Regions from separate parts of the Gossypium hirsutum genome. Here region 1 is linked to region 2. The links are chromatin contacts, called in public Hi-C maps. All regions are on one chromosome and are shown on one strand. The core of a region is the stretch at or near the end of the contact, and the rest is flanking DNA. Distances in the headings are between cores, read along the strand shown. Region 1 holds the start of LOC107892267 (polyribonucleotide nucleotidyltransferase 2, mitochondrial). Region 2 has its middle 15 kb from the start of LOC107892269.

Region 1 (4,200 bases), core at 570-3,069, 53 kb before region 2:
GTCGGAAATTACAATTAAGTCAAAACTCTACACTTGACCTAAGACTACCTGTAATAATCATAAAAGAGGCACCTAAATCAGCATCCATAACTAAACAAAAGCTTATGTTTATACCTCATCCATTGTTGGATTAACAATAAACTGCCCGCAAATTCTCCCCATCCGTACCACTCCAATGGGTCCACCCCATGGAATATCTGATAACATAAGAGCAGCAGAAGTCGCATTAGCTGCCAACACATCTGGATCTTGTTTGCCATCAGAAGAAAGAACACTTGCCATTACCTATTGAATACGGCAATGTCAATCAAATTGAAAACTGAAATATATTTATACATGCACATGTTTGAATCTGAAAAGTGACAAGACCTGGATCTCATGGTAAAAGCCAGCAGGAAAAAGAGGCCGTATGGGCCTATCAATGAGACGACCACATAAAAGTTCACGTTCTTTTGGAGCACCCTCCCTCCGCATGAATGTGTTTGGAATCAGACCTTGAGCAAATTGCTTCTCTTGATAATCAACCTTAAAAGAAGAAAATTCCCAATGAGACCACACACTAGCAAGCCCCTAACATTCGAGAAATGTCTAATCCATGAATAACCAAATGAGCAATTACTATTCAATAGTTAATAGACCCCCTTATTAATTTTGTTGGGCGTTCTTGCTTACAAGATCAAAATGCAAAAAAATCTTGATTTAGATGCAAAATCAGAAAATATAAGTTCATAAGAACTAAAAAAGAATAATTGTATTTTCTACACAAGGAAATACATGGTTTTACTTTTATATGAATAACTATGTTAAAATTGGGGTTTGATTTTAGGTCATGTTTTCATCATAAATTTACTTTCTACTCTTTATAGAACAACTTCTGATGAAGCAAAAACCAAACAGTAATAAACAAATAACCAAGCACAATTCTGCAAACCCAGATTTCATATCCCTTTAAAAAATCAATAACTTGCTCTTTCACCCATAATTAGGACACTCTTCAAGGACATAGTAAGGTTCATGCTTTTTCTATTTTCTATTTGTTTCAATAGAAAGTAAAGAACGTCACATATAAAACTAAAATCAAAGAGTAAACATCAAAAAGCAAAATTACAATCCAAACAGAACCTAAATAGCTGAGCAAACTTAGAACATTTGTCTGGAACAAAACATTATTAAATAACAATGACCCAAGATTACATTTAACCCAAAATGAAAACTAAAACATTAAAGATGTTCAAATTGTCCCTAGATTAGGAAGAAAAAGAGAAGACAAAATTATTACTTACAGTAAGCGGTAGAAAGTCTCGATCAGCGTCGCCTTTAGCGGCAGCAACAGTGGACAAAACTTTGGTCTCTTCCATGCCCAAAACAACGGCCCCATTAGCAAAACGAGCAATTTTACCCGTTTCAAGTGAAATTACCCGAGATCCAATTTCGAACTCTTCTTTGAAAGACTCGAGAAACTTGGTCCCCGCCACTGGCCGGTCAGGTGGGTCGGACTCCGACGTCGATAAACCAAAACGGCCGTTGCAAAAGTTGCGAAAATGTAAGGCTCTCCGTGTTAGGAGAGGGTTAGCTTTGGCTCGAGCCCTGATAGCTAGTGAGAACATTGCCATTGTAGAGTAAGAAAGGAGTTCGGTTTCGAATTTTCTGGGGCTTAGGGTTTAAGGGTGGGGGGAGAACGCTTTGGTGGCAACAAAATGGAAGGGTTTTAGGGTTTGATTTGGTGCATTGAGCTGTATTTTACTACTTTGGGCGCGACATTTTCATGCGAAACAAACACTTTCTGCGGTTTTTGATTCTTTTTACATAGGATAGGTGTACAAAATTCAGTCTATATTTTTAAAAATATATAAAAATTATAAATAGATAATTTAATAAAAATAATTTTTATTTTTATTTTATAATATTATTATTTATCCAAAATCTAATTATATTTTGTATTAATTTTAATTAATATTCTAAGTAAAATTTATAACTTAAATTTAACACTTAATTTTTTAGTATTTATTTTTTAAACATTTAAATTTTCAGTTTATCAAACATAATCTTAATTGATATGTCACAATTTGAGGTTCGCTTTCTACAGATTTCAATAGGAATATTTTTTATCTATCTATATTTATATTTAAAGTGTTGCCATGAATTAATTAAGTATGAATTCAATTGAGAAATAATAAAAATATTCTTTATAAATAAAGTAAGTTATATTAGGAGGTCTTTCTAATATTTTGAAAAAAAAAAAGAGAAAGGATTCATTTGCATCCATATAAAATTAGAATTTGATGATCCCATCAATAACTTAATTATCCTCCCTGGGAATATACCTTAAAAATCACAATCTTTCATATTTTAATATATGTTTGATTATTCTAATCAAAGTTGAATTCGTAACCATCGATTGCCTATATCCAATGGTTTTAATTCTTTCATATATTTGTTCCTTTAAAATGGTCAACCTATCCAAAATGTCTCAAAGTTCAATTTCAAACACTGAATAATATTTTTCGATATTTGAATGATTTTGAGTAAAGTGTTTTTTTTATTATTCGATAATTTTTCAAAAACTATTTAATGAAACAAACATTATTAAGAAAATGCTTTAAATCAAAATCATGTATCTGAACTTATATACTCACAACATCAATGCACCCAATTCAATCTTTCAAATTAGCCACAAATTGGGTTATCAATACTCGGAAAGCACCAATTTACATCATAAAAAAACTCCATTTACATTCAAAAGAACTCTGAATCAGCAATTAAAAGAATGGAAAACCTCATGTTTCTTTATTGAAAATAGAAATAATATTTCCTAGGCTTGCCAAACGCAGAACATTTACATTTCAATCAAATTCTCCAACAATGCAGCCTAACTCAAAAGAGCTCTTATGACTATTCCAATACAGAGAAAGGAGTTTAAGGTGGATTTGGATGGACGGTGGGGTGTGGTGCGGTGCAGTGAGTTTAGCTTACTTTTTATCTCACGCTATAATATCGTTACAGTATTTAATCACATCGCCACCATTATTTTTACATTAATCACATGTAAACGTACAGCCCATCCAATTCCACCCTAAAGCAAGTTGTAGCTTCTAAAAGGCATTTAGCTTAATATGTTACTGATCATTTTCTAGCTAAAAAGAATCAACTATTGTCATTCTTAGTTAGTTGACAAAAGAAAGTCAGCATAGTTCCAGGTGCCCATTCAATACACAAGTTGTGGACATGCATCTCCTGTTCAAACTGATCATAGCAAATCAACCCCATCTTATCCGTCATCTGTAGCACGTCTTTGAATGTTGCACTTATCAAAATTTTCTTTTTTGCCTACCCCATCTTCAATGGAATGAGATTGTTTGCAGAATCCAAATTTCTATAGATTCCACTGTTGCAAGGGAGCAACAGTGGCCGCTTAAACAAGTTCAAATAGGGAGGACACTTAAGCTTGAGACCCAGTTTTTGGAGATGAAGAACCCAAGGATTCATGGCTCTGTTACAGCTCTACTTGGTCAAAACGCTCATTTTTGAGAAGTGAGAACTCAAAAACTAAATCCCAAAATGCTTTCCTTCCGAGAGTAAAATAAAAACAATCGGTAAATTTAATTCATATAGAAAATGAATTTTTTTTTAGAAGTAAAAGATTTGAGAAAAGAAAGAAAATACCCAATGCCTGAAAGTGTTGAAGCTGCATTTGAAGATGTCACAACGAGGTGCTTCTTAGACAGGTGGAGGCTCCGATTACGTATCTGATAGAGAAAATTGAAGAAGAATAAGAAAAAGAGCTCTCTCACCATTTACTAGTGTCACGGGCCAAAGTGCAAAGCCTGTGACCATGCCACAAGAAGCGCCCCATGGAGGTCTATCGATTAGATGGGAAACATTTAGCCCACGAGACCTGACCCGATTCAAAGAGCTATTGGACAAGCCTGTCAGATTGAAGCCTGGTTGGCCCGATGATGAAGACATGGCAACTTAGGCTAATTTTAGTAACTAATCTTAGAAGATAGAGAGAATCATATCTTGTAAAGATTAGATTAGATTTGATATGGCAAATCTTGTAAATCCCTAAAATCAAGGGATATAGTGAATCTCGTCCGTCGATGTAAATGTATCTTGACCGTCGGTTTAGGGGGAGCTCAACTATAAATAGAGAGCCTCCCCCTCATTTGTATCCATCCATTGTAACTTGAATTCTTAAGA
Region 2 (3,826 bases), core at 951-3,450:
AAAAACGTTTACCCAATGAAAAATATTTTTTTTCTAAAATCTGTCGGGGTAAAAAAATTGTTTTGAGGCTGTTTGCTAGAAATCAATTTATAAAAATAAAAAGAACACCCAAAAACGTTCAAATCTGATACCAAATAATAAAGAATAAGGTAAATGAATGCGGAAGCGGATCGTAAAGTTTGTCAAAGTCGTGGATTTGACTTGAGGCTTTAGACATTCTGAAAGAAATTTAGATTTTGAAACAACTTGAAACACAAATGAATCCCAGTCAGATAAAAAAAAATAAAGAGAACAATTAAAAATAAATAATCAAAATGAATAAAGTAGAATAATGAGATCAAAGATTAGAGTAACAAAAAAGAAATTAAAGAAGATTAATGGAAAAGATGGAACATCGCATGTAGAAGTCTTAAGAAGCTATGGGAATAAGAAGAATCCATAATTCTCTTCAAGCGGTTTTAATTTCCCCTTCAAGATAGAAACCTTGACAAGAAAATGTTTGAAGATGATCCCCACAATCTAAAAGATTGTTAAAAACTCTTCTAAAAGAAACTTGAAAAGAAAAACTTAAATAGAATTTATTAACTCAAAAGAGAAATATAATAATTATCAATTGTCTAATTTGTATACAATGCAAAGGTCTATATATAGGCTAGCTAAATAAATCTAAATAAAACTCTTAAGTATACTATAACTCTAATTAATCTAAATAAGAAGTAGTTTTAAATTAAACTTTCTTATTGACATAAAACTCCTAAATAACTTAAACTACATAATAATTATTAAAAATTTGGAATAATAAAATAATAAAAGTTGATAAATACAATATTTGACTCATATATAATAAAAATTAAGCCCAAAATCTGAATCCGATATGATTTAAACTTGAATTAAAAGCCCGAAACTCGTAATTCCCGTCATAATCCCGTTCAGAAATTCTGCTTGCGCAATCTTCACTAAAATAGTCATAATTTGAGCTTCCAACTCAAAATTGAATGATCCAAAGTGCGTTTCAAAGCTGAGAGATAGATCTTCAAACGCCTTGAAGACATCTCAACCTAGAAATGCCAGGATCCCATCCAAAAAGTCGTCGCAAGTCTGCTGATTTCCCAAACTTGAAAATTGTCAGCTTTGGTGAATGGAATTTAATAAATCTCACCCCATCCATGCATGTATCAAATGTGGTCATATTTGGAGTGAAAGATTTGTGATTTTTTTAGTTAGTCTCGCATTTTATCTGGTGCTAAGGTGGTGCATATTAGTCAGTTCATGGATCAATGCATATTGTGTTTTCTTTTCATACTGCAAGGTGCTTGCACTTATCAGTAAGGATTTTGGTAGGTTTTCTTTAAAACGGTTGAGTGGAGCTCATCAGTGAAATTTGTTGGGATTGTTTGCGTGCTGGTGTGTAGATGATTTGAAAATGCATTTTGATTGAAATATTCAGGTAATATCTAAATGCATGGCATGGTTGAAATTAGGGATGTAATTAAACCAAAGAGGCTATTGTATAATACAAAGTAGTTACGAATGGTTATGGTGTTGCATTACAAGATGTTGACTATTTGTGTTGTTTTCTTCCTTATAAGGAAAACAATATATTTACCTTTTTGATCGTACAATGAGTTTTCTTTCAAACTTTCATATTTGAATAAAGGTGACAAATAAAATCCTTGCACACAACGCCGTTTGAGAACCTATTACTACACATTCTATGTCTTAAAAACCCTAACTCATTCCGATCCTCTACTGTGGCGCCCTTTTTCATTATTCCATTTATTCTTTGTTTTTTCTTCTTCTTTTTCTTTTATTATTCTCCCTTTGCTTTTCTTTGCTTAGTTCCTCAAAAGTTAACTATTTTTTTTTAAAGAATTTCCCTTTAAGCTGAACTGGTTACTTAGTACTTCTAATTGTATGTAATCCTTGGTACTTTGGATTCTAGCTTAGAGCCAAGGCAATGTCAGCTTAATTCTTTTTTCCTTTTCAAAATTCAATAATTTTGCTATTTTGTTTGTGGTGTGCAAAAATGAAAAGAATTTTGTAGCAGCTTTTCCAATCCCAGATATTTCTTTTTACTTTCCTTTTGATTCTGTAGCGTTTATGAGGTTTCACATATAAGTTTTGTACTGGCTTAGGGCTAGGGTCTAGGGTTCAATTTGTTATTATCCCTTAAATATATATGGATCAAAGCTTAGAATTGTTTTGGGCCTGAAACAAAAACACCGACCCAATTCTCAACTGTTTGCTTATTGTTTCGTGTTGAACTCCACCATTTATGGCTGTCAAACAGCACGGAAAATAAGCTTGTGAGAGAAATAAAGTAAAAAGGATGATCTCATACCTACGAAGATGTCCAAATTTAACTATCGTATGTGGAACCGATGTTGTCTTCCTCCAGCGTTTTCTACACAATGGTCCGGACACCGTGGAAGAGCTTCTTGACAGACACGTAGTGAAGGAGAAATCCCTAGAGGATGAGGAAGAGTCGCTGAACCGACAGCGCCTCACCAGCACTCGACGAGAGGCACTGAGTCTCTACGCGACATCCTTCGAGCCACCCGATTCTTCATGTGGCCCGATTCTCGGGGCGTTCTGTGGAGGGACATATTGAGAGAGAACGCGAGGAAGGAGTTCGAGGAAGCTCGCTTCGAGAAGGATCCGGAAGTTGTGACCCGATTGCTTATCGGTGGGCGTGATGCGGTTGAATCCGCATTGGAGAAGCTAGCCGAGAAGCAGAGGCATCAGATTCAGAAGGAGCGGGGAGATGGTCGGTGATGATTGATTCATTTCTTTACTCTCTCTGATTTTGAATTTGATTATCCTTTCGAGGAAGGACAAATGTTGTGTTTTGGTCTTATAAAAATTGATTCATTTCTGAACTTATGCGTTAGCCTTGTTCGATTGTGATTCCCGCATATCCAGAAGTTGGTTGATGAGAAAATTGAGAGGAAATCAAAGTTCGATTTTACTGCAGTGTTCCTTTGTATGTTGGCGTCGATTGAACATTGAATTGAAGGGGGGAAACAAATGTTCCTTTGCATTGCCTCCATGGCAGTTTGCTGAACTTGTAACCAAGCATAGAAGTTTATAATTTGGTGCCAAATTGGCAAATGTAAGTTAATCAACCCAGAAAGTGAATCCAATTATAATAATATTGGTAATAATGATTGTTATCTAATCCCATCCAAATAAACGAAATGAATTGTTTAGCTTCAGCATCATAACAGATGAGGAGTATTGAAGATGGAAATAAGTTTGCAACAAATGCAGCAGCCATTGCCGACTAAAGAAAGCCCTTAGTTGTTCGTCTGTCTTTGCCAATTGCCATCCCCATCATGAGTTCCCCTTTTCATCATGGCTACAAACTCCTCGTGGTTGATCCTCCCATCATATCCAACCAATCATGTCAAGCAAAAAAACTAACAAACAAACTATTTGTTTTAAATAAAAGAAGCAAACGAAGATCCTTCTCAGTATCAGCATCCTCTATTGTAGCCTCATCTCCCATTCCGTACCGTGTCATAGCTTGTCTTAGTTCATCTCTTGTAATAAACCTGAATGAAAAGAAGAATACTAGGCAGAGTCAATCAATCAAGTAATATAATGTTCAAAACCGAAAAAAGCAATAGTGCAATATAATAACCCACTGTAATCCTTGTCAAAGAATGAAAAGCCTTGACTATTTTTTCTTCCCTCTCAAGCCTATGTCGATGCATTGTAGCAGCTATGAATTCGATGTAATCAATGAATTCCACCATTGTCAACATCATCCTGACAGAATGGGGTTCAGGCATTCGGAAGTTGCAGCTTGTTTCATTATTATGGA

What was found. A called contact is a pair of places that touch in the nucleus more often than the background predicts.
Region 1: a Hi-C map of leaf shows a contact between it and region 2, with 2.0 times the contacts expected there. The contact joins the promoter of LOC107892267 here to the enhancer-like site in region 2. A contact is called at or near these places in 4 of 34 Hi-C or Micro-C datasets (anther and leaf).

Annotation. Positions count from the first base shown.
Region 1 is chrD09:8,838,437-8,842,636 of Gossypium_hirsutum_v2.1, reverse strand. It overlaps LOC107892267 (polyribonucleotide nucleotidyltransferase 2, mitochondrial), which reads right to left and starts at 1,819. Exons shown (of 16, transcript XM_016817298.2): 1 at 1,284-1,819; 2 at 370-525; 3 at 115-285. The coding sequence starts at 1,613.
Region 2 is chrD09:8,785,790-8,789,615 of Gossypium_hirsutum_v2.1, reverse strand. It overlaps the pseudogene LOC107892270. Among protein-coding and RNA genes, the nearest start is that of LOC107892269, 15 kb to the left of the region's middle. Within about 2 kb of position 2,200, at least 9 of the 9 cell types and tissues checked have an H3K27ac peak or open chromatin away from gene starts, as enhancers often do. A contact at or near this core is called in leaf, where this site is marked.